7 separate regions of the Mus musculus genome follow, and regions 1, 2, 3, 5, 6 and 7 are each linked to region 4. A link is a contact called in public Hi-C and HiChIP or PLAC-seq data. All regions are on one chromosome and are shown on one strand. The core of a region is the stretch at or near the end of the contact, and the rest is flanking DNA. Distances in the headings are between cores, read along the strand shown. Region 1 overlaps Rnaseh2b (ribonuclease H2, subunit B). Region 2 overlaps Gm46457 (a long non-coding RNA gene). Region 3 overlaps Spata13 (spermatogenesis associated 13). Region 4 overlaps Dleu2 (deleted in lymphocytic leukemia, 2). Region 5 overlaps Gucy1b2 (guanylate cyclase 1, soluble, beta 2). Region 6 holds the start of Dleu7 (deleted in lymphocytic leukemia, 7). Region 7 holds the start of Fam124a (family with sequence similarity 124, member A).

Region 1 (3,875 bases), core at 166-2,665, 700 kb before region 4:
CACAAAAGAGCAAAACAAGAAATATGTTTTAAATATAAAGTTAATAAGAGTTGGTGTGAAAGGCTGTGCTTAAAAAGAACAAGTCAAATTTAAAAGTGGGAACAAAATTTTAATAACTAAATTAGACACGACGCCATCTAAATGTAGGGAAGAAACATTAGGCACCCAAGTGTTACACATCCAGGACTTAAGAAGAAAAGGCACAGGGGCTCTGGATGGCAACGTTTCTGCTTCACTCTGCATCTGTCACCTTGAATTTAGTAGCTCCTAGAAGGCCAGACTGAGGAGCACTGAAACCGGGTCTTGCTCTTAACAGGAGATGAGGAGGCAGTGCCCTGTACTAAGCTGAGGTGCGCGTCTCCCTGTTAGTTTCCCCTAGAGAACATCCGCCTTGTGCACAAGCTGACTCCTCCCTCAGCTTCCTGGCAATAGTCTCTGTGGCTCAGAGGCATGAGTGGTAATAGCCTCACTACCGTGTGTGGATCCCAGTGTACTGACCGTCATGGCAGCTCTCAGGTAAGAGCAAAGGGAGGAGCAGAAAGTGTACAGATCAAAGCAGGAAGAAGGCGAGCTTTGTGACTGTCAGTGTTTATAACAAAGTCGGTTAGCCTATAAAATAAATTTTAAGAATTCGGTTTAAAGACCAAATACAATGAACCAGAAGCGTTTACTGTATAAGTAAATATGAAAGTCCAAGAAATAGATAGTTCTATCTAAGCAGTTCAACCAATACTCATTAAAGTTGTGAACTCAAAGATTTTAAGCTGACTGAGCTGATTTTTAAGAACTTGAGTGCTCCCAGTTCTCCTTTAAGAGAACTCCAAGCTCAAATCTATATTCATAGTAATTCTAAAAGGCTACCTGCATTCCCATGAGGTTGGCATGATGCTGGTAACCGAAATGATGTTTAGCAAGATGGGGCTCCTTAGCTGGTGGTGTTGAGGCAGGGACACCAAAGCACCCCAGCTTTTACCATATTCTTACAGCTTTTAAATTGCCAGTTTCACTTAAGATATCCTGGCTTTGGGGGATGGTGGGAGCTAGAAAGACGGCTCAGAGGTCAAGGACATTTGATGATCTTGCAGAGGATCTGGATTCAGCTCCCAGAACCATCTGGGAGCTAACAGTTGCCCGTAGCTCCAGTTCCCAGAGCAGTGATGCTCTCTTCTGGCATCCATGGGTACCAGGCACACATACATATAAAAGATATCTTCTTAAACATGCACAAACCAAAACCAAAACCAAAACCAAAACCAAAACCAAAACCAAAACCAAAACCAAAGCCAAAACCAAAACCAAAACCAAAACCAACCAACTAAACAAGTAAAAAACCTGATATCCCTGCTCAGGTACTAAAAGCAATGGATTTTATTCAAATCTGGAGCCTGAATGCAGTGTCTTCAGGGCTCCCTGTGAGGGAAGTGCACTCACCCAGTTTCTGCTGTTGTACACCTCTGGGCACAGACACCATCACGGAAAGCCTGAGACTGAGCGCTGAGAGAAAGGAGTGCTTTTGCTCTGGGTCCTCACGTCCCAACCACACACACCTAAGCTCCCCATTAGTCGGCATTTATTAGGCAGAACCCAGTTTACCTATTTCTCAGACACTCACCCACGGGGGAAATCTTCCCTTCCTAGCTGAATTCTTAACATTCACAGCTAAGCACTTAGTGCTAGGTTTTCATTGCTATGCATGGCTACCACTGTGGTACAGAGTGGCAAGCTAGGCCACTGAAGTCACAGTAACTTGATCAGACTTGATCACCATCAAGGTGCTGCTTCTCCAGGGAGGGAAGGGCACTCCGACCCTCATTGCTACATGTGGGGCACCTGTTCTAACAACTGAAGTGCACCTTGAAAAAGAGAAGCAGTGTCTCTGTGCTCCCCTTCAGACACCCGCCATGGGAAGCTCACCTCTTTGCCAGCCTTTAGGAGATAGTGAAGGAGCAGGAACAATGGATCCATGGGTGTGGCAAAGTGGAGAAGGCCCCCTGCAGGAGAGAAGGAACAAAGAGAAGTTGTATGCCTTACAAGGACCGCTTGGTCACCTTACCCATCAGAGTGAACTGAATGTGGTGAACCCCCACATTCAGAAATGTGACATCTGCCCCCGTGGCAGCACGTGTAGCAGCTTGTGTTTTCCATCAGCAAACTCAGGAAATACCTTGGTTTAAATGCTCTCATTTCCTACAGTTAGATTGCCTTCCTCAGTCTAGACGCACCATGAGCTTTTACTTTAAATGGCTTCAAATCCCGAGGGAAGAGAGTTAAAACGACTTTTCATTTCACCATTGGAATCATTTCCTATAGGTCTCACTGGAGAGAGTAGAAGTGTGGGGGAGCACAGAGAATGGTGAGCCAGAGAGCTCAGGAGGCCAGGTCAAGCATCCTGTAAAACTGCAGACCCACTGCCTCCCGTGCAGGAGGGTGGAGCCCTGGGAAAACCCAGCACGCTCTGGAGCTTCTACTGTGGCTCCTGGTTGTGGACTGTGGGTGACAAGCAAGGCTCCCTGTGCTGTCCACACTCCAGATGACACCCTGCCTGAGAAGACAGAGTGAAGAGCAAGCAGTGCTCCCCAGGCCAAGTGAGAACTCTGCCTCTTCCTCTCCTAGCCCCAGAGCCCCCCTTCCCACACACTTGAGGAATGGTGTGGTCATCAATGCAGCTCTAAGCAGTTCTCTTGCCTCTCCCCAACCTTTTATTCTTGGTTTCAGGAAAGACACACATTTATCTTTAATATCTAACAAAGCAACCCAGTTTCTGATTTGAATAACAACCTCCTGGTCACCGGGACTAACAGAATGAAATCAAACTGCTCTTTAAAAGTCAAAGAGTGGTCTGCGAGCCAGACTGTCCAGGCTCTATCACTGCTCCCCTCCACTTTCCAGTCTCCATCTGATGCTCTGCAGCTATCAGCCAAGGCCAGCTAAGCATGCCAGAGCAGAAGCCGGAGCTCTCATGTACCACCTGAGTAGGCACAGCTACAGCAGAGGGGACAGTGTACTTCCCACCCCCAGAGCTATAGAGACACTACATGCATTTCCAAAAAGAAATTAGGTTTATTCTCTCTTTAAATTATGCATGTGTGTGTCTATGTGTGTGTGTATGCATGTGCACTTGAATCCAGGCACCCATAGAGGTCCCAGAGGGCAGCATGAGATCCCTTGGAGGGGGAGGGACCATGGGGTCTTCCCCACCCCCTCTGGTTCCTGGTCATGAAGTAAGTGGTTTTGCCACATGGTGCCACCATGAATTCATAACACAAAACCAACTGGCACAACGAACTGTAGACTAAAACCTCCAAATTGAACCACAGAACAACTTCTCTTCTGACGAATGGACGGTCTAAAGTATGTGTTTATTAAACAACAGTGACAGGAAATCAGGAGAAACCATCTGTTTAAAAAGTTGTTATATTCTAGTATGTTTTAAAAATTGTATCAGTTTAAATAATATGTTAATATGTTAAATAATATGTTGAAAATTCCTCTAAAGGCAGTGTTTCCAATCAGCCCAGCCTGTGCTCAATGGCACACATGCCGTCTAGCTCCTGCAGAGATGTGTTGGTGTTTCAGGAGATAAATCAGAATTGTCAGTTTAACACATGACAACCTGACTCAGCTTCACCTGATCCAAACCCTTTCTGATACCCAGGAAGGCTGCCCATTTCCACACTCCAAAGCAGGAGGATGGACCCATAGACCCACATGAGATGAGAAGTGTTTGTTTAGCTAATGGTGGGAATATAATTTGTCACTTACCTGATTGAACTGATTGATTTATAAACCAAGAATGGTGTTTTTCCTTGAAAACTTTTATTTCAAACAGCTGTTGAAGACACATATCAATTAAGTATGTGGCTCCTTCCCCTGTA
Region 2 (3,851 bases), core at 1,232-3,731, 740 kb before region 4:
CTCAGGTCTTGACTTTGTGTGTCTCCCCCTATCACTTCCCACTTCATGTTCTGAGGCAAGATCTCTCACTGAATCTGGAGTTTGCTGGTTTGGCTACACTGGTCAGGTACCCCTTCCAGCATCCACCTGTCTCAGCTCCCAAACTGGAGTTACAGGCGTCCTGATTTCACATGGTCCCTATACCCACAACAAGAATTTTACCCACACTAAGTCTCTCCCCCAGTCCAACTTAACAGGCTTTGTGAGAATTCCATGAAGTTAAGATGACAACAGTGCTCATGGTAGCAGTGGTTGGTAACACTATGTATGCATCAACTGCGCACCAGGCACTGGCCCTGCATGCAGATGTTGCTTGCACCCTAATTACTAGAGATAACCCTGTTTGACAGCCCATCTAGATTCATCTTGATGGACCAGGAAATGGGAGCACGGCAGAGTTAACAGTCTGAGTCCGTACTGCTGGGAAACAGCCTGACTCTTGGTTACACCAGAGAGAGAGAGAGAGAGAGGGAGAGAGAGGGAGAGAGAAGGAGAGAGAGAGAAAGAGAGAGAGGGCAGTTTGGAGGAGTGGACCCAGGAGACATACAGAGTCACGTTGGAATCCCCACTCTATGTTGGAAGTGCCATCAAGTCAACAATGTTAGGGATAATCAGATAACCTGCCTTTTGGGGCATTTAAAAACTGATCCTAAGCCGGGCGTGGTGGCGCATGCCTTTAATCCTAGCACTTGGGAGGCAGAGGCAGGCAGATTTCTGAGTTCGAGGCCAGCCTGGTCTACAGAGTGAGTTCCAGGACAGCCAGGGCTACACAGAGAAACCCTGTCTCGAAAAACAAAACAAAACAAAACAAACAAACAAACAAACAAACAAAAACCTGATCCTAAGTGTGGCATCTCCCTGTTTAAGTGAGGGGAAGGAAAGACAGCAGAATTCATAGCTCATTGCTGTCTCCATCTACTTTCCTTTGAAACTCTCTAGCCATGTCTTGAGTGAAAGCCCTAGCTAGAACGACCACTCTGAGGACGTGGCATTACCTGGGAGACCAAGACCAAATTGGTCATTTGGTGGGAAGCCTTTTCAGTTAAGTTTGGAAGGAGAAACACCAGAGCCCGGGATCTTGGATTATTTTGTTGCAAGCTTGTTTGGCTGGGGTCACAGTACAATATGCTACTTCATTGAACATTATATTTAGAACTGTCAGAATTGTGCGACAGGTACCATAGTCCAGGCCAAAAACAAGGACAATTTTTGTTCCACATTTATTTTGATTTAAATAATCATTTCCAGCTGTAAAAGAAAGACAATCCTGTGATAGGTACCACCCTGCAGCTGACATTTATTCTATTAAACACTGCTACAGACAATCTCCTGGTATTCGGAAGTGTTTGTTACTTTTCTATTGCTATGTTACTTATGCTACTTCTGTTACTTCTATGAGGCAACTCATAGAAGGAAGGTTTTATTTGTGCTTACAGTTCCAGAGAGCTCAGAGTCCATCACAGTGGGGAAGGTTGACCATTCTCATCCAAACCACCACACTTGGGAAGTTTGGCGAGCTGCTAAAGTGCTTGCTCACAGGGCCTCTAAAACCTCAAAATGCACCTTCACTTGTTCTGGAATCTTCTGTGAATTGAGGCCCTTGGACCCAAGTTAGATGTATTAACTCCTACTGGATCGATTAGCTCATAGAACATCTATGCCCTGGCACACACCATCTGGTGGTCTGTCTCATGGCCAGCAGCAGACCTGGGCTGCCACTCAAATACGAGGCTTGCTCATGAGCAGTGAACACTTGGCTTGGTGGTGACTGTCGGTAGAGCCCTTTTCAGAGTAGAGCATTCCAGGGAACTGCCCTCTACAACTACAGCTTTGCAGGCTCAGTTTACCCCATAACCCTGCCTTGCTCCTGCCCCTCCCCCTCCCTTGCCTCTGCCCCACCTAGCTTCTTCCATTTCAGGGCACCTGGCCCAGGCACGGTCTATCCAGATGGTGGCAGATGGCTGGTCCTCAGACCAATGACTGGCAGACTCATTGGCGTCTAGCCATGGAGGGAGGCGACAGTTTCTAAATAAGTTGAGAAGAGGCCACTGCTTTCTTTACCTTGGGAGCACAGACCTCAAGCCCAAGCTTGTAAAAGCCAGGACCCCAAGGTCCTGAATACCATGGCAATCCTGGATGCTGGAGGCAATGCTTCTGGGCGCTGAGGAGGAGGGGTGTCTACAGCTTTCTCTTTCAGTGGCTCTCTTCTTCCTTAGCTGATGCTTCCCGACACTTCCCTCAGTCTTGGTATCTTAGCCCTCTCCTAGGCTAAGACTTTTTCATTCATCACAGATGCCTGGCTTCCCCGCCCCCCCACCCCCCAATCCCTTCTTAGTCTTTCTTTCACTTTCAAGTTTTCATTGGCTCACAGTTGTGTGAGAAAGAAAGAGTGAGTGATTCACTGGGTTGCCTGGCTGAGGGGTGAGATCACTGCTGCCCCTGCAGAGAGTGGGTGCTGTGTGCTAGCCTGGAGACTGAAGAAAGCAAGCGGAGGACCGCTCTCCCCAGAAGACCATCTGGCTGAGACAGCCGAATGCTAATCTGTAGCTTTCATTTCCTTTATTCCTCTTGGTTTGTTCTCTTCATCTGCAGCTGTACATTCAGACCCAGCCCCTGTGAAGGCAAGCGCTCATTTGGGGAGCATGTTTATTTGCCCCCCCACCCCCCATGCTTCTTCTAGGTGTCGGGAAGCCATTGTTATCAATGGTGGGTTCTATGTGGCTTTAATGTCAGTGCTGCACTTTCAGATGGAAATCAGGCAATTATGTGCCACATAGAGAAACCTGACAGATGCAGAGGTTTTACACAGCTGGCCCTGTCTGTGGGACAAAGGCACCTGGTGCTCCCCCGAGGGATCATTACATAAGTAGAATATGTTTTGAGAGCACAGAAAAACTCAAGAATAATTAACTGTGGGGTGAGCATTCATAGACTCTGGGGCTGTGTTAACTTCAAAATGTGATAATGATATGTCAACCAACTGGCTGAATCATTCTTTAAAGGTGGCTTGAGAGACTCTGTCTCCCAAAGAGAAACTGCTCTGAGTTTCTGCATGGTGCAGTCCGAAAATTTTCAGAGGATTCTGAATTCTTTCCCCTCAGGGGTTCAACTTGATGTGAGGTGAGGAGGAAATGACAGCAGTTCCATGTCTGCATTCAGTGGGGTCTAATGATGGCACTCTCTTAGATCTTAGTGGCCTATCTAAGCCATCAGCATCTACCCAGGAACTTGGGTTCACATATATAGCAGGACCATTGTGGTACCCAGCTGAAGTCCTTTGAGCATTACACAGGTATGGTTTTTAGCCACACTGCGCAGACAGGAAACTGAGGTACAGACCTAGGACTTGGCCTTCAGACCCACCCTACCCCAACTCTGATCTTAGCTCTCAGCCATTGGCTAGAGCCGTCTCTGTGTTGGAAGCAGAGACTGTACTCCTGACACAGCAGCTCCAGTCAGATATGTGCTGTCAAGAACAGAACAGGAGAGACCTAAAGAAAAGTTACAGTGTGATTTTTCACTGGAGACGTCCAGCTATTAAAAGAGACTGAAACATGAAGTCCCAGCTTTAAGTGTTCCAGCATACATTTATAGTTTACCACAGGCTACGGTGTCCCCAGGTCTAGTCAGGGCTCCTGTTGGCTGTGGAGCAAATACTTAGAGGTTTTTTGACCCTTTGACTCCAGCAGACCCTGGAGTCTCCCCCAGATCCCTGAGCTGTGGTTTTAGATTATGCACAGCTGTGGCAGTTTAGAACAGAAAAATATAGGGGATTCTGTAACTCTCAGAAAAAATGATTCTAAAAATACAAT
Region 3 (3,782 bases), core at 1,165-3,664, 920 kb after region 4:
TTGGCAAAGAATCTGGCTGACTTTTGCCTGTGACCTGAGAACTTCCCTGGGTTAAGTTAAAAAAGTAATGGACTATTTCTCTGGTGAAGGACATGTCAAGACTGTTTAATATCGAGTTTGTAGTAGAGTTACTTTTTAAAGAATGCTTATGAAGATCCACAATAAAAAAAAAATTACACAATCTACAGTTTGGAGAGACATTTCCAAAGCATAAGGCTGCAATCTTAGGTTAACAGCATGAACAAGAAGCCTAAGGCGCCTCAATGGGAAGAGGAAAAGGTGTCCTCAGGCAAGACCCCATCCAACTAAATTTCCAAACTGAAAGAGAGCCTAAGAGAGCCAAACTGAAAGATAGAAAATAGCTCTCTTCGAGACTAAAAGTGTAAAAAGTCGCTGCTAATGAGATTCAAGTGGGGCAGGGTCCATTCCAAGTGGCAGCCAAACTTGGCAGTGTTGTCCACATGGTGGTGGCTTTAGAGGCATGAAGGGTTTAAGAGTGAAGGCCATTCATTCTTCCTCCTCAGTTTCAGAGAGCCATGTAAGACAGGCCTCTGCGTGAAGGCTGAGAGGGTGGGAAGCTGTGAGAGGCTATTGTATGAAGCTGAGGAAATGAAGCCTGGTGTGCAGCGGAGACTCCAGATGTTGAAGATGCCAGAGTTGTGAGACATCTGCGGGGGAGAGCTACACACAGGGGGTGAAACCAGCCAGAATGAGAGAAAAAGGAAGAGAGAGGAAGAGGGAAGTATGAGGAGACGAGGAGACAGAGACTGTAGGTAGCTAGAGGGGTACAGACATCTAAAGCCTTTGACACCAGACATGGAGCTACAGAGTTTGGTATTTGTTTTGCTGGATTTCAGTCTTGCTATGGTCTATTCTTTGCCCTCGATGTCCCCATTCCTCCCTTTTGGAATGGTAATATATATTTTGTGGCATTCATTATATGTTGAAGTATGTAATTTCCTTTTTGATCTTAGTAGAGGGTGTATTTATGAGATGGCTTCAGTCTCAGAGGAGACTTTGGACTTTTAAAAAGCTCTGAGATTGTGAAAGACAGTGAGAGACCTTGAAGTTGGATTGAAAGCACATTGCATTATATGATTATAGGGGTGAGGGAGTGGAACATAGTGGTTAAAATAAGAAATGTCTCCCAGGGGCTCAGGCATTTAAATACCAGCCCAAATTCATTCAAAATAAATAAATGAAAGTAAAATTGTAAGCCAGCATCTGCCGGCTTAAAGTAGCTCTCACCTATCATTCCAGCACAAGAGAAATCTGAGGCAGGGGGACTGCCTCCAGTTACAGATGAAGGATACACTTGACTTCTTTATCTTCTTTTCAGTGTCTCTCCAGTTACTTAAAACCCTATGCCTATGTGATCTGGATTAAGTGCCAGCAAGCTCTACTCCAGACTTCTTCAGTGGAACAGCTGAGCTAGGCAGAAGTCCCTAAGCACACACACTCAGGCCTCCCGTTCCTTCTCTGTAAGATCAATCCAGTCATGGGGACCATGACTGTGTGTGTGTGTGTGTCCTTCCTAGGGTGTTTAATCTTCTCTGTTCTTTAAAAGTCACTTTCCGAAACTTGGAAATCAAACACACGGTCTTCTGAGATGGTTCTCCTTTTCGATTCGACTTTACAGTGACTGGAACAAACACTAGACATAAAACAGAGACTGTTTGAAGTGCTAGAAGATGGGAAGCTATGGATGAGTTTGCTGCAAAGGGTTAAATTCCGGGCTGGACACAGCAGCGCATGTTTATAACCCCAGCACTGGGGAGGCTGATGCAGGAGTGAGGGTTCAGGCCGGCCTGGGTTACATAAAAAAGCAAGACCCTGTACCTTATAAAAATAATAAAAAGTTAAAATCTTTATCATGTTTTTCTGAGACAGAGAGAGAACACTCTGTTCCTTTTTAAAACCCTTGATTATGGGCAACGATAAGCCACGAAATACCAGCTAGGAGTGGCTACTAGAGCCCACAGAATCTCAGCCTAGAGGCAGCAGGCTTCAGGCAGTTATGGCCTGTTCCTAATCCTCTCTTTGAAAGGAAGCAGCACAATTTCTGGATTCCTAGGACTCTGTGGAATCCACACTATCTCCCAACTGGGGACAGCATTCTACTATCCAGTCTTAGCAGCCAGCAAAGCACTAACAGCAAGGATGTGCCTGCAGATAAGCAATCGGATTCATCCTCTTTTACAAGTTAAGTACAGCCAATACCACACATAATCCCTTGGTATGCAGTATAAGGCCGGCAGGGAAAGGGATGATGGGCTAGGACACGTGACCTCTACACCTGACAAAGCTGGGGTCACCCGCAGCCTTAACCAACTGTCCTTACAGCCTAGTTACTGCCACCCTCTTCAGATGCTTAAGCAACTCAGATCAGATTTCCTATTTCCTCCCCCTCCCACACCCGACACACCCACCTGACTCTGTAGTCTGGGCTAGCTTTGAATTTGTGGCAGTTCTGTCATGGTGTTCTAATGTCTGGGATTATAGGTGTAAACCACCCTGTCTGGCTAGGACTGTCCAGGAAAATTTTTGAAAAAGCAGCATAAAGGGAGTGCAGGAGCAGGCTGTGCCAAGAGAGGCAGGCTGTAACTCCAGCAGGGTGGGTATGGAGGGGCACGCTGTAACCCTAGGGCTTAGGAGTTGGAGACAGGAGGGCAACTTCAGGGCCATCCTGGGGTCATACATAGTGAGACTGCCTCAAGACAGCAAATGAGGCTGGCAAGACGGCTGGCTCACTGGGTAAAGTCACCTACCACAGGGCCTGGCCTCCTGATTTGATCTCTGGAAGCCATATGAGACCCAGGATCCCACACATTCTGCCCTTACCTCCAGGTGTATGCTCACAACATACAAATACTTTAAAAAACAACAAAGAAAGAAATAAAAGCACGCACGCCTTGAATAATAATGATATTACAGATCAAGCCAAAAGGATTTCCCGGAGCCATGCTAGGCAACCATTTTTCAGCCCAGGCTGGTCTCAAACTCATAATCTCTGGCATACTAAGACAGTCAGTCATGCATCCCAATGCCTTGCCAACAGCTATGACTTGGAGGAGTCACAAAGGTGTTTCATACTTACCTGAATCTGCCCACACATGTGAGACCCACACCACAAGCACTGGACACAGCCTTTCTCTTTTGCCCTTCGTTCTAATAAAATGCCAAATGGAGTCTCGGGATAATAAAATTTTAGGTGATTCATGGCCAATTATGTGGTTACTCAGGTTTTGGGTCACAAGAATCAAAGGAAAAGATTCAGTGAAGATTTCCCCTAATAACCTGAGTATACGTATTTTAAATTAGCTCCAGCTATATCTGAGTGTCGTACCCAGAGCTCTAAGCCACTCTGTAGAGAGGGCAGCTTGTCCAGAATGGGCCACTGGCAGGTGTGGTCGAATAAGCTGCTGAAAGGCTCACTGCTCACGCCCCTGTGGGATGTTCCTAGGTCATCACCATAGTTACTCACACTGTGCCAGGCCAGGTTTCTGGCTCTGAGTCAGAGATTAAGTCAGTTCTCTTTACGGATGGTTTAAGACTCTGAGATAAGTAACTTGGCCCTGGCCAGGAGGACTCAGTGGAAGAGGGGGATCCTATGTTGGCTTTTTGAGACAACAGTCTGTTCACCAGAAAATCGTTCCAACAGAGGTTAGGTCAGAATGATGCTAGATCAGCCGTGCAAGTCTCCTCTCCTCCCCAACTGCATTGCTTCATTCTGCTAACTGTACCAAAGAAAAACAGAAACACGTGGCCTGTTTTCTAAAACA
Region 4 (3,519 bases), core at 414-2,913:
CCTCTCTTGATGTTTGAAGGCACATATAAGATGCACATACACACATGTAAACAAAACACTCACAGTCATTTTTTAAAAATCCATGAGAATCAAGTGAAACATAACCAAACACAGCCCTATAGTCATCTAGGAGCAATGGCAGTTTTTCTTTTTAAAAACTTCATCTTAATTAGCCTAGTGGAAGGGACAATGTCTTGCAAGCAAAGGATCAAAAGATGCTTTTGTAAGAAAAATTAAAATATTAACTTCATTTTTTTTGTCCTGTTATAGAGTCATTTTTAAAGGCGGTTTACCTAGCTTGCTCTCACCAGCTGCAAGACGGCAGAATTTATAATCGGAACATCAGGTTTCAATAGCCATAAAACAAAAATAATACCTACTTCATAGAGGTGTTGTGGGCAGTGAGACACCTGATCCACAAAGCGTTTGATAACAATGCGTACCACATTATCAGTACCCAGTGGCTCTTACAACTTTTTCGGGGCTTCATACAACGGGAAACCTATCTGGTGAGTCCATAATTTACTCTAGCACTATTTTTTTTTTCTTTTGGAAAAGTACCCTAGTGACGTCCAAAAGATTGTACATCTTCGGCTCCAATCCAGAACCGAAAGCTCCGTCTCCAGTTCAGAATCCAAAGGCTTGTGCATGGTGGGCTGGTCGCACACCTCGAGGTCTGGGGTGGAGGGAAACGTCGGGGTGTGACAGCCGCCCGCTGGTCGTGTGATTGAACCGTAAAATTCCTACCTCGTGAGATGGTTCTAGGCTTAGGTGTGACAGATCTGGGAGGCGCTGGCGGAGGGCGAGAGCACGACAGCGATACGCGGTTTTAAGTTCCTGAGCGGCCACCCAGGGCTCGAAGGCGCACTCGGTGGCTTGGAGTTTAGTTAAAAGCGGTTTTTGTCTTGTTTTTACGAAACTCTTAAGATAGTCCCTGATTTGTTTCATCACTAGTGTGTCACCGGAGTAGTGTCCGAAAGCTGACCACCTCCACTGCCGCACAGGGGCCACGCAGGCACACACAGGAGCGCAAGACACAGCGGGGACTGGAACCGAGGAAGTAGAGAGCCTTGCGCCACGACGATCCTGCGCATGTGCCGGGGGAGAGGGAGGTAGAAGTTTCCGCATGCGCAGCAGGGTCGCGCGGGGGTGGGTGGGGGGAGGCAGGGACAGCTGTGGAGCCGGCCCGCGTTCCCGGCATGCCCCGGGGCGGCGGGGTTGGCTCTAACGAATTTGAATGAGGAGTCTCAGCGCTTTCGGCGCCATTTTCGAGTGATGCCTGATCTCATCAATCTAGCGGGAGGGAAGGGATAACCTGTCCGAGCCTAGCGCGACGCTAGGATCACGCCGGAAAATCCCCCAAAAATCATCAAAAAAATTAACTTAGAGCAGAGGGCAGTCGGTGGGGCTTCGCCAGATGCGGCGCAGTCGGTAAGAGCCTCAAGTAGCGAAGCGGGTCTCGAGAGGTGGCAGCGATGGGACCGGAGGACCGTGAGGGGAGCAGGGACCGGACTCGGGGTCTGCCCTCACTTTCGCGGCAGAAGCTCCCCCAGGGGATCCGGTTGCTGTAAGTTGGGTGTCCTCGGATGGGCGGCGTCCGGCCGCGCTCGGGTGGCGGGAGCGCGGAGCTGGGGGAGGGGAGGCGCGGTTTGAGCGGGACACGGCCGAGCGGCCGCCGCCCGACCTGTCAGCGCGAGCGGCCGGGGAGCTAGGCCGGCGCGGCAGGGTCGCCCGCGACAGGCGCCCGCCCGCCCTCCCCGGTGTGCACGGCGGTCCGGGCGCAGGCCGTCTCCTGCCGGGAAACTTGGGTCGCGGGAGAGACGGCTGCCCGCGGCCCCCGAGGTGCGCTGCGGAGTGCGGGGAAGAAACGACGCCGGCCGGGCCGGTCCCGGGCCGGATCCCGACCCCGGGCGCGGCGGATGGATGGATGGCCGCATCCAGCTGGGTCATTTTGTCGTTGCTCTCCCGGCGGTCCCCTCTCTCGCTCGAGGGGGAGGGGTGTCGGGGTGAAGGGAAGGACGGGGCTGCGAGCTTGCGATTTCCTGGCGTCGGGCTCTTAGAAGACTTTTTCCTTCTCCGGTCCTTGAATCGCAGCGTCTCAAGGAAAAGTAGCGTGAAACTTGGTGTCTCCTGCCGACAAGCCTTTGCACCTACGATTTAACGGTCATTTTGCAGTCCTCAACTTTCCTTGGGTACTCCTGACGCTGAGGCGGAAGAAAGCGGAGTTGTCTTTCCTTTGGGGGGGGGGTTTCTTTCTTTCTTTCTTTCTTTCTTTTTTTTCTTCGTTGGCTGTTGGCTTTTTGTCAACCCAGAGTCGACAGCTCTTGAATGAGCCAGTGACAGCTTTGACTTTAGGTAATGCTCGCTAGGTACTAGTCTTTGTGAAGAGTCCACGTTAAACTCTTGTGTCGCTTTCCTCCCTCAGCACCCCTAGATTAACCCTTAGCTCATGGGACGTTCTGCGGGAGGGTCGCACGGACCTGCCTTAGTGATCCTCTGCGGATGCTTTTGCTGCAGCTTCTCGGTTATTCGCCGAGGACTCAGGCTTCAGGAGACCCTCGGTGACTTGCTAGTCAGAGCAGGCCCCCTACAGAGCTTTCTCCCTCTGGAATTTTATCAGAACCCTGGATTTGGTGTGTGTCTGTGAAAACTGGGGGACCCGCCCTCATTTAGATCCCTTCCAGAAGAGTAGGAGCGCAATGTGATGTTTTTCAAATTGAGTCTAACGGAGCTCCCAAACGCCGGGCTTCTTACCCACTGATTGGCTGGAAGGAAGCGGGACTGGGGGGTTTGAATGTTGATCCCAGAGCTGATAATTCTTGACCTACGAAAAACTGTGTTTAGACAGAGAACTATTCAAATAAATACAAAATGTAAAATCGGAGTTTTTTTTTTAAGTTAGTACATAATAGAGTTGTTTCTTCCGTAAAAGCCTTTCAGATGGTTCTGAAATATATATATTTAAATGTAAAACTAAAGAGGCTGTTTTCAGAAAACTGTATTTCTGCTGTTGGAGTTATAAGACATTTCTGTTCTTCATTAGTTGAAAACTTCTCCGAAGGATCTAAGGTGTTTGGTTTTTCCTTTGATAAAATTTTTCCGTCTCAGTCTTCATGTATTTATTGGATACATATTAAGGGAAAATTGTTTCTTTCATTTTGATGAAAGTGAACTTTAAACTTAATCTGTTCTACATTTTTTTTTTTGTAAAAATTGAATGTACTCTTAGAACTTTGCAAATCTGTTTTTAAATGTTTTCTAACTGGGCCATTGCAGTGGATTTAAAAGTTTAGTTTACGAGTCATTTATGTTTCTTAGTTGAGAATATAACAAGTAAATATGCACAGGTGAGCATATATATTAATGCATTCCTTTTACAAATTCATTATGAGAGAATGTGTTGTATCGAGCAGTGCATATGTGTTGGTTTCTTTGACTGGTTTCAAAGTTTTTGTTTAGTGTTACTTGAGACAGGCGTCAATATTTATTACCCTGCTTGTCATTCCTTTTAATTCCATC
Region 5 (3,774 bases), core at 1,210-3,709, 770 kb before region 4:
GAGAATCACAAAATCAAGGTTAACTTAATGCAGACTTTCTAGGATGTGCTTGAGTCTGTAAAATGTTCATGTATAGAAATAGCAAAGCTAGGAATGGCAGGCAGTTTATACCTATAATGCACTTGGGATGCTGAGGCAGGAGGATTGCTATTACTTTGCTATTACTTTATCCAAATCCAGTTTTGGATAAAGAATTTTATCTTGATACCTCAACAACAACAAAACATGATAAAGAATTTGAAGTTGAAAACTGGAATATTATGTCATAATCCTCTTGCTATGAGTGGATCTTTCAGGTCCTCAGTGCCCACACAGCAAGTGGAATCAGTTGCAGGTCTAGTGTGCAGACAAGAGCCTATCCTTGGCCACCTTAGCTACAGCTTATAAGGCGATCATTGCCAGTTTAGATGCTACATGGGTTAGGTTAAAATTTCACTGAGTCCATGTGGCCTGTTCAAACATACAGGTAGGACTGATTCCTGTAGGCCTGTGGGGTTATGTCTCACAGTGTGCAAAGCTGTAAGTATCTGCTCACTGGAGAGTATTCAACCTCAAGGAAAGTGGGTTTTTTTGAGAGTGGTCCCAGACAAATGACAGCCACCAAAGCCACGCTGAGCCAGTAGCTTCTGAGTTTATTGTCTCACATCCAAGAAGAAGGAAACAAAGAGGTCCTGAGATGTGGGAGGAGTTTCAAGAGTGGAATATTGATTGACACGCTGTTTATCTAGTAGATTTGGAGAACTGGATAGACGCTAAGATCATTTTTGGAACTGGTCATTTTTTAATGCATCATAGTCTGAACCATTAAAAAGTCCACAAACCCCCTGCATACTCACTTGGCCCAAGTTGGGAATTACTCAATGATCTAGGGGAGGGTTATGTGTGCTGTGTGATCAGTTCATGGTCCACTAAGAGCCATGCACTTTCTGTCTAGGGAGAGGCATCTCCTGTGGCGAGAGGACGCTCATTTTGTGTGTGAACATCTTCCCTCTGCCAAATGTTCCTTGTCATACTTAACTAGCCCACGCCTGTGCATCTTTAGTTGCTACAAATCTTTTGCTGCTGTAAAGGAAGGCTGAGGAAAGCATCCTTCCAACTGCTTTCTCCACATTTCCTAGTTAACCCTGGGACATAGTCTCAGAGCAACACATAGGAAAGCATGAGCATCTAAGGATTCCCTGGAGATCTTGAAAAAAAAATATCTAGCTGCCTTTTGTAGAAAGACGGAGTTGATGAGTACACCTGAGAGCTCCAGGTTCTTGATTAGAAGTGACCTTGTAAGCACACACACTATCCGTTCAGCCACCATCATGCTTCCGTATATAAAGATGGGCTCAGCAGCAGCAGCAGGAGGGCTTGTTCATCTCCAGTCCTGTGACCAGGTACCTGTGCTTCATCTCCTTCCCTCTGCAGTCTCTTCAGGGAACACTCCTTAGGAAGAAGGAGAGGTATTTAAGCATCCCTGTTTGCCCTGGGGAGAAATCTCACTCAGCTGTTGTGAGGGCATCAGTCCTGCTTGGAAAAGGTAGGTGTGCTGTTCTGCTGGCTTCAACTCTTAGATCAGGACAACTGCCTGCTTTGCAGGGGAGGAGCCCCATACACAAATAGGGCAAAGCTTCCTGCAATTTCAAAGCCCCTGATTCCCGCAGAGCTTGGCTTTGGCATCTGTGGTCTTAACTTTAAATATCAGCTTCCAACTTGCCACAAATCAGCTCTTTTGTTTGTGCTGGGTGACATGGAGACACTGTCATCTCTGTAATCAGGAAAGCCACTAGCTTGGACTCAGTCCCAGATCCTGACTGTGGTGAAGAGACTGGGCACAGACATACTAGCCACAGTGAATTCTGCATTGCTTCTGGACCCAGACCTTGACTGGGATGTGTTTCTGGACTGGAAATCAGTGGCTAACCACAGCTAGCCAGCAGTACAAGGGACAGAGGGCAAGAACCAAGAAAGTGCATTTCTGTCTCTGTGACATGAGACAATGCAATCCCTTCCAGCTTTCCATTTACAAAGTAAAGGTGGTAAGGTCATCACAGCAGGTCTTTGGGCACTGAGCTGACCTGCCAGCCAGCACCTAACTCAAGTCTGAATCAGAGCTCTGACCCCAGTGGAGGAAGGGAGCTAGATGCTCCTTGTCATGGCCTGGTAGGTCAAATGACAGGCATCTGGGTGAAGGTCTGCAGGGCTCAAAGAGCTGCATTCTGAGTCCTTCAAGCTGTAGCAAACACAACTGACATCCTTTGTCTAGGAGATTTTCATATCAAAAAGGTTCCATTGAGAATCTGCAACCCCTGCCAAATGGGACTGTTGGTTAAATTTTCACGTGCCACCCTAAACTGTCAGTCTATAAAGCTCCATGGCAAATGTCCCTGATGCTGGGCCCGACACACACTCGCTCCTCTTCTGGCTCATTGTCCGCTTGTCACCGTCTCAATGCCAGCTCTGTTTTCATGGTGAGACAGACTCAATTGGCCCAGAAACTAACTCTTCAGCAGCAGGCAGAAACTTGGCAGGGGGCAGGAGGGCTTCTCAACCTGGTCGCAAATTTTCTGTTTGTTTTAATTTGGACAATAATTGCAGTGGCCATCTGGAGAAGCTGAGGGAGCCTGTGCTAAAGAGTGGGAATCACACTCAGCCTGTGACACACTTAAGATTCTAACCCTGTCTGAGCAGCTCTGTGAGGGCCGCTCATTAGGGCTTTCTTTCTCTGTGTCCAGGGCCCCTTGGGGACACCTTCCAGCCTGTCTTTCCTGAGAGACTGTGGATTGAAGAGGAGGTGTTCTGCAATGCTTTTCCTTTCCACGTTGTCTTTGACGAAGCAGTAAGAGACCCTTTCACTCAGAAGCTTGGGATAGGGCGTAAATCAGGGTTGGAGAGTCCAGTTCACCACCATTACAGCTGTAAGGTCTTAGATCCCTGAGTTCACAGGGCTCAAGAGACTAGACTCTGCCCTGGAGGGTCTCCTGACGTTCCTTTATGTTATAGGCTCGTCTGGAATTCATGATCTTCTTAAGGTAAACATAGCAAGGGAGTTGAACCAGCGAACAAATGGGAAAGCTTATGATCAGAAAGAAAAGCTGGAGGAAGACTTTAAAATTCACTCCAGAAAGACACACCAAGACTGCAGCCTATACCCATGGTCGTAAAAGTGACCTGCCACCCCCTGTGACTGCAGCAGACCCGCAATCCCATCCTGCTTCATTTCCTGCGTCTTAGTAGAGCGTTATGCTGTGTTCTGGGGGGTGGGGAGGGTGGGAGTGGGGTGGAGGTGGCTGTGAGAATGAGCATTTAAATTTGATTGCTATCAGTTTCCCAGGATAAAAATATCTTTCTTTTTCTTGAGCTTGCATGTGACAGCTCACATCCGTAATCCTAGCACTCAGGAGGCTGAGGCAAGAGTTAAGTTCACAATCAGCATGGGCTACGTAGCGAGTGACAAAGCAAACCATATGTAGATATAGATGATGTAGACACAGGAACTGAGCTGACTTTAAAAATTTTTTTACCTAAAGGGCATGTAGGCAAAAATGAATTTAGTCAAAAGTGCCAGGTCAGCCACTATGAATATCTCTAGTGTTTATTGGAACTCATCTGCATGCCACTGCCAGCTGACTACAGCATGAACACTAACGACGACATGCACTTACCTAAGGACAGTATCTTCCCTCAGAGAAGTGATGGTATTACAGCGGTAAATACACACCCCTAGGCAGAATTATAAGTCAATGAATGCCAGCAATTCTTCAGAGCCACAAGGTTACTATTACTTGT
Region 6 (3,545 bases), core at 703-3,202, 640 kb before region 4:
GTCTGGTGGTCCAGCAAAGGCAACTCTGCCAATGCTTTAAACCAAGGACAGACATGCCAATACCCCATGAAGCCTTCCCCTTGGGCCTTTGATCTCCAGCTTAGGGCTGTAAGCCATTTTGATATCACCCCAAACACAAATGTGACCCATGGCAGACGGATAAAGCATTACTTTGCTGGAAGAGCCCCCAGGTCATCTTTCAAGAGGCAGAGTCACCCCTCACGCCCTGGGGTTCTGGTCTTCATCTCATACATTTCTTGAAGTTCAGCTGTCTGTGGATCTCTAGATCAGTGTGGTATGTTGAAGAGGCAGGGCTCCAGTCCTCTGTCTAGTGATTCCTGGCCTGTTGACTGGGATTCTGTTTGTCAGGAGAGTTTTGCAGTCAGCTTTTTAAGAGCAGAGGGGTTAGTTCATGAAGCTCTGAGACAGGCATGCTTTCTGAAAACAAAGCTATTCCTGCTTCATCCTTTCTGCACCAAAATGTGCATCAACATCTGAAGATGTAAAAAGTAAATACACAATTGGAAGAATTTCTGTATTTCTGCATATGAACTTAAGTAACTTTATGGCAAGATAAATGAATCAGTATTAAGCTGCTTCTCTCCAAAGTCATTTTCTCTGTGGCTTCACAGACTAGCATTTTTACCTGGATATAATTTGCATGTACACGCTTGTTTTGCTTACGAAAACTTCTTTATTGATTCAGATTGGTTTTCAGAGGGGAAGAAAACACTGAGAATCCTAAGAACCACTGCTGGGGAGTCGGGAGGATTACTCAGGGTCAACTCCCCTAGTCAACAAGGGCCCCCATAGCCCTTACTGATCACCTTTCTGTACTGACAAGACCACCCCAGTGGCATTTCCATCCAGAGAGCTTCCAGAACTGACCCCACAAGACACACCCTCCATCTGCCTGCCCCTCTAGTTTCCCCATGAGTCCTCTCTCCTGGCGCTGTGCCCTTGTCTCTGCTGTGCTGCATCACTGGATTCTCCAAGTTTTCCTTGCAAAAAGTAAGCAGAAAAAGATACTGTCTGTGATAGCTCTCCTCACTATTCCCTTCAAATGCCTTCAAAAGCAAGCAAGCAAACAACACAAAACCTACCAAACAAAACAAAACCCACCGATAGCTGCCCTTTAGAAAGATTAAAATCATCCATTCTTTCCCTCTACTTAAAGGAGACAGCCATGTTTGATGTAATTAAAAATAGGTATTTGTGCAGCTCTCCTGAGGTTCCTGCTCCATCAAAGGATTGACTTTGGACCTTGCTACCAGAGGCCTTCCACACAAAACGGTCAAGCTCCTCATCTGAGCAGTGCCAGGCTTGGGTTTCATGACAACTCAACCTTGATGTCATTTCTGCATCTGGGATATCAGTACCCGTAGGGAACTAAGCAACCAGGGCTGAACTTTGGAGATACTTTGGTAGTCCATATATTTTGTTTGGGGATTTGCAAGGCCTTGAAAGCTATTTCAAGGTGTTTCTGAAAATGCTCTCAGGGAAATGAGAAGAGCCCACCACTGTCCTTTGTGAGATTGGTTGGAGCTCTGGGCATGCTTAATGACTTGCTGAGGTTTTAACACTACAGACCCATGGGCCTTCACTGCCTTAAGCCGTTCTTTGCTGGCATCCTTCATGGAGGAAGGGGGCGGGGTATCTGGGGATAGATACATCCGCACAAAGCAGCGTTTCCCCACCAAAGCCCTGAGAGGCGGAAGAACCAGAGCTCAGCATCTGGCTCAGGTTCAAGCGCTCACCGAGCAGGCTCCAGGCAGCTTTGGGTCATTTTGAGCCCATTCTGCCTGGCAGTGAATGCAGGGGCAAGTGCGGGTCACCACCTGCGGGCCGGGGGCGGGGCGGGCCACACACGCTGAGGGAAAAGCATAGAGTTAGAAAAAATGTGACCCCGCGACCCCGAACGCCGCCAGGCTCCTTTGCCTGCGCTCCACCTGCTCGTCAGCGCCCAGCTGCTAGCCGGCTATGGCCAGCCCTGCGCCCTTAGTGGCTTCCATCAGCCACCAAATGGTGGCTCTGCAGACCCTGCAGCTACTACAGCAGGAGTGGGGCTGGGGCGACGGTCCTAGCGCCCCAGGGAGCCCGCGCGGCCCGGACCACGTGCCCATCGCCCAGGCTCGTCGCCCAGGCCAGCTGCGGACCCGGAGGGGGCTGGGACGCGGGAGCATCGGAGCGCGGGGATCCCCCGAGGCAGGCGGGCTGCGGGGCGCAGAGGGGGGCGCCGAGCTGCTGCCTTTCCCCCGGGACCGCGGGCCCTGTACCTTGGCGCGGATGGCGATGCGCAGCGCTCTGGCTCGGGTGGTGGACTCGACCTCGGAGCTGGTCAGCGTAGAGCAGACTCTGCTTGGGCCTCTCCAGCAGGAGCGGCCCTTCCCTGTCCACCTGAAGGTGAGTCTCCCTGCCTTCCTCTCTGGGTTGCAGTGCCTGGATGAAGTGAATTGGGCCACTGGAGTCCAAGCAGGGTGTGGTCAACCTGCTGTGAGCGGAGAAGTGGATGGGGCAAAGGAAGAAGCGCACTGAGGACTGAGCATGTGGGACAGAGAACTTGAGAACTAATTACCTGGGGTCTGCCAAACCGTGGAACTAGACCTGGACCTCTGTGTGTGTGTGTGTGTGTGTGTGTGTGTGTGTGTGTGTGTGAGTGCGCGCGGGGGGGAGGAGGGGGGCTCGGGGGGAGGGGCAGAAGTCTGTGCATCAAGTGTGGTGTGGAGGGGAAAACCTTGTCAAGACCCACCTGTCACAGGAGTCATTTTTCTACCTGTGGAAATCAGCTTCTCCTCCAACCTTACGGTCTTCCTTTAAAGCGTTGAATACATCCCAAGTCCCCGGCTTCATGTATTATGACAACATCGTGTACTTTTAAAGTTGCTTCACACCTGTGAATCACAATTCTTTTGCATGACTCCAGTTCTCCACAGAGCACAGAGACCCAACAGAATCAACTCAAATCCTCATAAAGTGGGCTGGGGGCAGGTGGTCCCAGATGTTGACAACCTTGCTAATAGTACCAGACTCCTGCTGGACCAGCCAGCTTGTATGTATGCGGCAGAACTGGGAAGAGACCTGAGGTAGGTTAGGAGGCTAGGGTTTTGGGGTCCAGTCTTGACCTTGCCATTAACTAATGTAATAATTGACTGTGCTAGTTAGATTTTATTGACTTGATACAGCTAGAGTCATCAAAGAAGAGAAAACTTTAATTTTTAAAAAAATGCTGGCATCAGATTGCCTGTAGACCAGTCTGTGGGGCATTTTCTTGATTAATGATTGATATGAGAGAATAGAGGAGGGACCCTGCAAACCACTGGGCAGTGCCACTCCTGGGCAGCTGGTCCTGGGCTGTATAAGAAAGCTAGCTGAACAAAGCCATAGGGAACAAGCCAGTGACCATGGCTCCTCCATGCCACCTGCTCCAGTTCCTGCCTCCAGTTCCTGCCCTGACTTCTTCATGAAGAGCTAGCTACAAACTGTAAATGGAAATAAGCCCTTTTCTCCTCAAGTTACTTTTGGTCACTGGGCTTATCACAGCAATA
Region 7 (3,512 bases), core at 507-3,006, 910 kb before region 4:
TCTGTGTAAAATAATATCATCTTACATATTAATTTACGTTTTCTAGTGGCATAATAAGAGTTCTTTGAACAATGTCCTGTTACAGCAACACTCTTTAATGACAAGTAGGAACTAGAAGCACGGGTGTCCCCATATTAACTAGCTCATCCCAAGTGTCCTGGTAGTCATACTAGTCTGGCTTTTAGGGTGAAGACACCCCTCAAAGACAGCGCTACTTCCTCTTCTCCAAGGCAAGACCCTTGGGCAAACATCTGCTTTAGGTAAGCCCTTCAAGTTGAAAATTAGTGGGACAGTGACTGCTTCATGCCAACTATAACACAGCAGGCAATATTTGCTTTGTTTCTTCTATTCATGGTTCAACTAACCATGGGGGAGGGGAGAAGAGCCAAAGATGGTCAACTAAAGTTGATACATAATGGCAGTGTGAGTTAGTGAAAGAATCCTTGTCTATTGTACTTAGGTTGGAACTCCAGCACCAAAATATCAGGAAATAAACTAAGTTGACAACTGTACACCAACAGAATTGAAGCAAAAGCAATGGTGGGCAGGGGTGGGGACATCAAATCAAGTTACTCCTCTGTCACGGTTACCATGGTTGGGTAACAAGAGAAAGCCTGCTGTGTAGGGAAGAATGACAGTCCAGATTTAGGGTTGGGCTGGTGGAGAAGGCTGCAAGGAGGGGTGGGGTTGGGAGGCAGGACGAGCTTGAGGGACGCTTTCGTGGGTTAGGTCAGAACATAGGTCCATTCTGGAACTGGCCTCCCTCCCTGTTCTCAGTAGATTGCCAAATCCTAATATTAGTTTGAAACCTCTCCACCTTCCAGGAATTCCGAGGTCTTCTGTAGCCTGGGTAGCCCCTGACCTCTAGCAGGACTTCTCTAGATAGGAAAAGACACACGTTCCTACTGGGGTAGCACTTGTATCCTGGCTGTGGTGCTGACTGTGCACAGGAAAATCCTCTAGATATGGGCTGGGTGGAGACCATCACGGGACATTGGTTTCTGAAAATGCATTCCGTCTTTTGTCCTACTCAGGAAAACTGCTGTTGGGAGAGGACTAATTAGCCTCCAAAGGTTGGAGCTAATTACTGAGTCCATTGAAGCACACAAGACCCCATCACAGCATCCTGTGGGTACTCCAGGCTGGCGGGGTGGAGAGGCCGCTCAGCAGCACAGTATAAGTGAGATATGAAGTCCTCCTAGCCGGCTTCGGAGTCTTTTTCCTGTGCTGGTGTCCCACCCTCTCCACCTGCTTTCCTCCTCAGCAGCCTGGGGCTCCAAAGCTATCAGAGTTGCCTGGCTGGAACAAGTGCAGGCGCATCTCTAGGTGAAGGGGGATAGTGGCTGAACCTGGCACCGTGGGGCCACAGGGCTGCGAGGAACGACGCTGAACCTCGGGTCCCATCACCTAGCAGCCCGGGGTGGGGTTCTTCTCGCCCCTTCCCACCCTGACCCAGGCAACCACAGACCATGCCGCTGGCTCGCAGATACTGCACCCCAACCCCAGGACTGCCTCCCCAGCTCGGGCTCCCGAGCGCAAGTACTGAGCTCCCGCCCCGCCCGGCTGGGCTCAGCTCACCCTCCGGTCTCGGCGCCAGAGTCCACGCAGTCCTCTTCCTCACCGCCCGCCTTCGGGTTCATGGCGCGCGTGCCGTCCGCGCTCCCTCGGCCCCGGGGACCCTCCGAGAGCCTCGTCTCCGGCCTCCGCAACAACCCGGCCCCGCGAGGAAGCCGCTCGCCGCGCCCTCTCGCGGCCGCGCCCTCCCCGCCCTCCGCTCGGCGCTGCGCGGGCGCGCCGGGTGCCACCAGGCGAGGATCCGAGCGGGTGCACGGGATGCGCGCGTGTGCACGAGCGCGAGCGTGAGTGCGGGAGGTGCCGGGGGATGGACTCTCTCCATGAGCGAGGAGTGCAGTGGGCGTGGAGTGCAGTGGGCGTGCAGTATTTATCTTGCAACCCGCCTGGTGCATGCCAGCGCTGTGCGTTCTATAGTGACTGGTGCGGGCCCCATGTATGGAGTCTAGTAGCAAAGCTGCCCTCCCCTGGGTCCACAGTAAAGAGTCTGGAGTCCCCGGGCTTGCCCAGAGATTTTTTTCAGCCCCATTCTGCGAGCAGTACTGGGAAACACCCACCAGCGCAACCAGGGCAGAGTGTGATATCGCCATTTGAGGACCAGTTAAAACACGTGGGTGTTTCTCAGAACTGCAGACGTTGAATTCATTATCGCCTTGCTCACTGACCCAACTTGCTAGAGAATGTATTCTTTTGTTATCTATCTTAAAATAACACGAAGAGTCCTGGGTGTGCTTCCATTCAAAGGGGTCTGGCAGCAAGAGGGTGATGGACATTGACGTTGTTAAACCCAGCCATCCCTTAGGATGGGTTAATAATTGAAGTAGCAGGAAGTCATTTTTCCACTCTAGCCAGTGAGGCAACTTGGGAGCGGCGGCGGTGGTGGGGTAAGAACAACTTAGACTTAATTCTGGTGGTGTTGTCATTAGAAGCAGTGGAAGGCACTTAAGTGTATGTCGTATTCGCTTTTGTAGGGTAGTGCTGAAGACGCAACCTTGAGCATGTTCTGCCAACCAGCTATGACCCTGTCATCTTTTCTTTTCAGACAAGTTATTTAACCTCCTGGAGCCTTAATTTTTTCGCATATTGGGCTACTGCTATCTTCTCTGTCTGTTGTGAGTTACAAGAGATCACGTCTGTGATCGTCCCTGAACCTCCATTTTGAGTTACAAGAGATCATGTCTGTAAAACAGTTTGCGTGTGAGTTCTGCTACATGCCAAGTACTGGTTACGGGAGCTGTCAGTGTCCCAGGTGAAGGCTAGCTACCTGCATGCCCTCTCAACTGGCACAGCGGTGTCACTTCTGTGTGACAAGCTGTGAAGAACAATCCTCTTCCTTCCTTCCTTCCTTCCTTCCTTCCTTCCTTCCTTCCTTCCTTCCTTCCTTCCTTCCCTCCCTCCCTCCCTCCCTCCCTCCCTCCCTCCCTCTCTCTCTCTCTCTCCCTCTCTCTCTCCTGCTCTTCCCACTTTACATATTTGTCATTGCTTTCGGACTCTAATTTTAAACACATTACACAAAAGAGAAGGGCAGTAGACAAAAGCAGAGTAGAAATGCAGTATCGATCAGGAAAAAAAAATATCGGTAAGTGTGCCTATGCCAAATCTGAATAGCCTTCCCTAAACCTTAAATTCTTTCCCCCAAACAAGCAAAAATGGATGTGTTATATTCAGTTTGGTGCTCATTAGCTTAAACAAAGGAATAGTTCTTTAAGGAAGATTTAAGCCGATTTACCGTGTTGTGGTTTTGAATCTAAAAACGTCATCTGAAGCTTGGTGGGCAGCTGGTAGGCTTTTTGGGAAGTTGATTGGATCAGAAAGGTGCTACCCTCATCAATGGATCAATCCCTGGATGAATTCATAGTTAATTGGACTATTAGACAGTGTGTGCATGTGTGTGGCATGTGTAGCTGGAGGAAGTAGGTCACTGGGGACTTATCCTGTCC

The links. Hi-C and Micro-C count contacts between places; a contact is called where the count stands out from the background. HiChIP or PLAC-seq counts read pairs in DNA pulled down with a chosen protein or histone mark.
Region 1: an H3K4me3 HiChIP or PLAC-seq map of embryonic stem cells shows a contact between it and region 4, with 8 read pairs. The contact joins two enhancer-like sites. A contact is called at or near these places in 5 of 39 promoter capture datasets (the HPC-7 cell line, cranial neural crest, frontonasal cranial neural crest and 2 more), 3 of 484 Hi-C or Micro-C datasets (Th1 cells, nephron progenitors and palatal mesenchyme), 22 of 115 datasets of contacts at active chromatin or transcription factors (the 230-238 cell line, CD8 T cells, the SCID.adh cell line and 15 more) and 1 of 9 other capture datasets (embryonic stem cells).
Region 2: an H3K27ac HiChIP or PLAC-seq map of SST interneurons shows a contact between it and region 4, with 10 times the contacts expected there. The contact joins two enhancer-like sites. A contact is called at or near these places in 3 of 39 promoter capture datasets (cranial neural crest, frontonasal cranial neural crest and second pharyngeal arch cranial neural crest), 2 of 484 Hi-C or Micro-C datasets (muscle stem cells and uterus), 11 of 115 datasets of contacts at active chromatin or transcription factors (the NIH/3T3 cell line, SST interneurons, acute myeloid leukemia and 8 more) and 1 of 9 other capture datasets (embryonic stem cells).
Region 3: a Hi-C map of regulatory T cells shows a contact between it and region 4, with 8 times the contacts expected there. The contact joins two enhancer-like sites.
Region 5: an H3K27ac HiChIP or PLAC-seq map of oligodendrocyte precursor cells shows a contact between it and region 4, with 9 times the contacts expected there. The contact joins two enhancer-like sites. A contact is called at or near these places in 2 of 39 promoter capture datasets (cranial neural crest and maxillary cranial neural crest), 1 of 484 Hi-C or Micro-C datasets (cerebral cortex) and 14 of 115 datasets of contacts at active chromatin or transcription factors (SST interneurons, acute myeloid leukemia, bone marrow-derived macrophages and 10 more).
Region 6: an H3K4me3 HiChIP or PLAC-seq map of embryonic forebrain shows a contact between it and region 4, with 7 times the contacts expected there. The contact joins the promoter of Dleu7 here to the enhancer-like site in region 4. A contact is called at or near these places in 4 of 39 promoter capture datasets (cranial neural crest, frontonasal cranial neural crest, hippocampal neurons and 1 more), 1 of 484 Hi-C or Micro-C datasets (embryonic stem cells), 23 of 115 datasets of contacts at active chromatin or transcription factors (the SCID.adh cell line, VIP interneurons, acute myeloid leukemia and 17 more) and 1 of 9 other capture datasets (embryonic stem cells).
Region 7: a contact with region 4 is called in an H3K4me3 HiChIP or PLAC-seq map of craniofacial prominence, with 4 times the contacts expected there. The contact joins the promoter of Fam124a here to the enhancer-like site in region 4. A contact is called at or near these places in 1 of 39 promoter capture datasets (hippocampal neurons), 1 of 484 Hi-C or Micro-C datasets (uterus) and 5 of 115 datasets of contacts at active chromatin or transcription factors (astrocytes, bone marrow-derived macrophages, craniofacial prominence and 2 more).

Annotation. Positions count from the first base shown.
Region 1 is chr14:62,348,516-62,352,390 of GRCm38.p6, reverse strand. It overlaps Rnaseh2b (ribonuclease H2, subunit B), which reads right to left. Exons shown (of 11, transcript NM_026001.3): 3 at 3,763-3,870; 4 at 1,915-1,991. Among named protein-coding and RNA genes, the nearest start is that of Rnaseh2b, 18 kb to the right of the region's middle. Within about 2 kb of position 1,415, at least 10 of the 459 cell types and tissues checked have an H3K27ac peak or open chromatin away from gene starts, as enhancers often do. A contact at or near this core is called in embryonic stem cells, where this site is marked.
Region 2 is chr14:62,388,266-62,392,116 of GRCm38.p6, reverse strand. The region is part of intron 2 of Gm46457 (a long non-coding RNA gene); the gene reads right to left. It also overlaps a transcript of Gucy1b2 not described here. Among named protein-coding and RNA genes, the nearest start is that of Gm46457, 11 kb to the right of the region's middle. Within about 2 kb of position 2,481, at least 91 of the 459 cell types and tissues checked have an H3K27ac peak or open chromatin away from gene starts, as enhancers often do. A contact at or near this core is called in SST interneurons, embryonic basal ganglia, embryonic forebrain and 6 more, where this site is marked.
Region 3 is chr14:60,725,978-60,729,759 of GRCm38.p6, reverse strand. All of the region lies in intron 4 of Spata13 (spermatogenesis associated 13), which reads right to left. Among named protein-coding and RNA genes, the nearest start is that of Gm34997, 40 kb to the left of the region's middle. Within about 2 kb of position 2,414, at least 64 of the 459 cell types and tissues checked have an H3K27ac peak or open chromatin away from gene starts, as enhancers often do. A contact at or near this core is called in regulatory T cells, where this site is marked.
Region 4 is chr14:61,646,530-61,650,048 of GRCm38.p6, reverse strand. The region is part of intron 1 of Dleu2 (deleted in lymphocytic leukemia, 2); the gene reads left to right. Among named protein-coding and RNA genes, the nearest start is that of Mir15a, 16 kb to the right of the region's middle. Within about 2 kb of position 1,663, at least 436 of the 459 cell types and tissues checked have an H3K27ac peak or open chromatin away from gene starts, as enhancers often do. A contact at or near this core is called in the SCID.adh cell line, SST interneurons, VIP interneurons and 25 more, where this site is marked.
Region 5 is chr14:62,414,951-62,418,724 of GRCm38.p6, reverse strand. It overlaps Gucy1b2 (guanylate cyclase 1, soluble, beta 2), which reads left to right. Exons shown (of 17, transcript NM_172810.3): 8 at 1,414-1,525; 9 at 2,721-2,824. Among named protein-coding and RNA genes, the nearest start is that of Gm35468, 23 kb to the left of the region's middle. Within about 2 kb of position 2,459, at least 57 of the 459 cell types and tissues checked have an H3K27ac peak or open chromatin away from gene starts, as enhancers often do. A contact at or near this core is called in cerebral cortex, embryonic basal ganglia, embryonic forebrain and 4 more, where this site is marked.
Region 6 is chr14:62,291,386-62,294,930 of GRCm38.p6, reverse strand. Dleu7 (deleted in lymphocytic leukemia, 7) reads left to right here and starts at 1,952. Exons shown (of 2, transcript NM_173419.2): 1 at 1,952-2,403. The coding sequence starts at 1,981.
Region 7 is chr14:62,553,981-62,557,492 of GRCm38.p6, reverse strand. It overlaps Fam124a (family with sequence similarity 124, member A), which reads right to left and starts at 1,756. Exons shown (of 4, transcript NM_001243857.1): 1 at 1,579-1,756. The coding sequence starts at 1,640.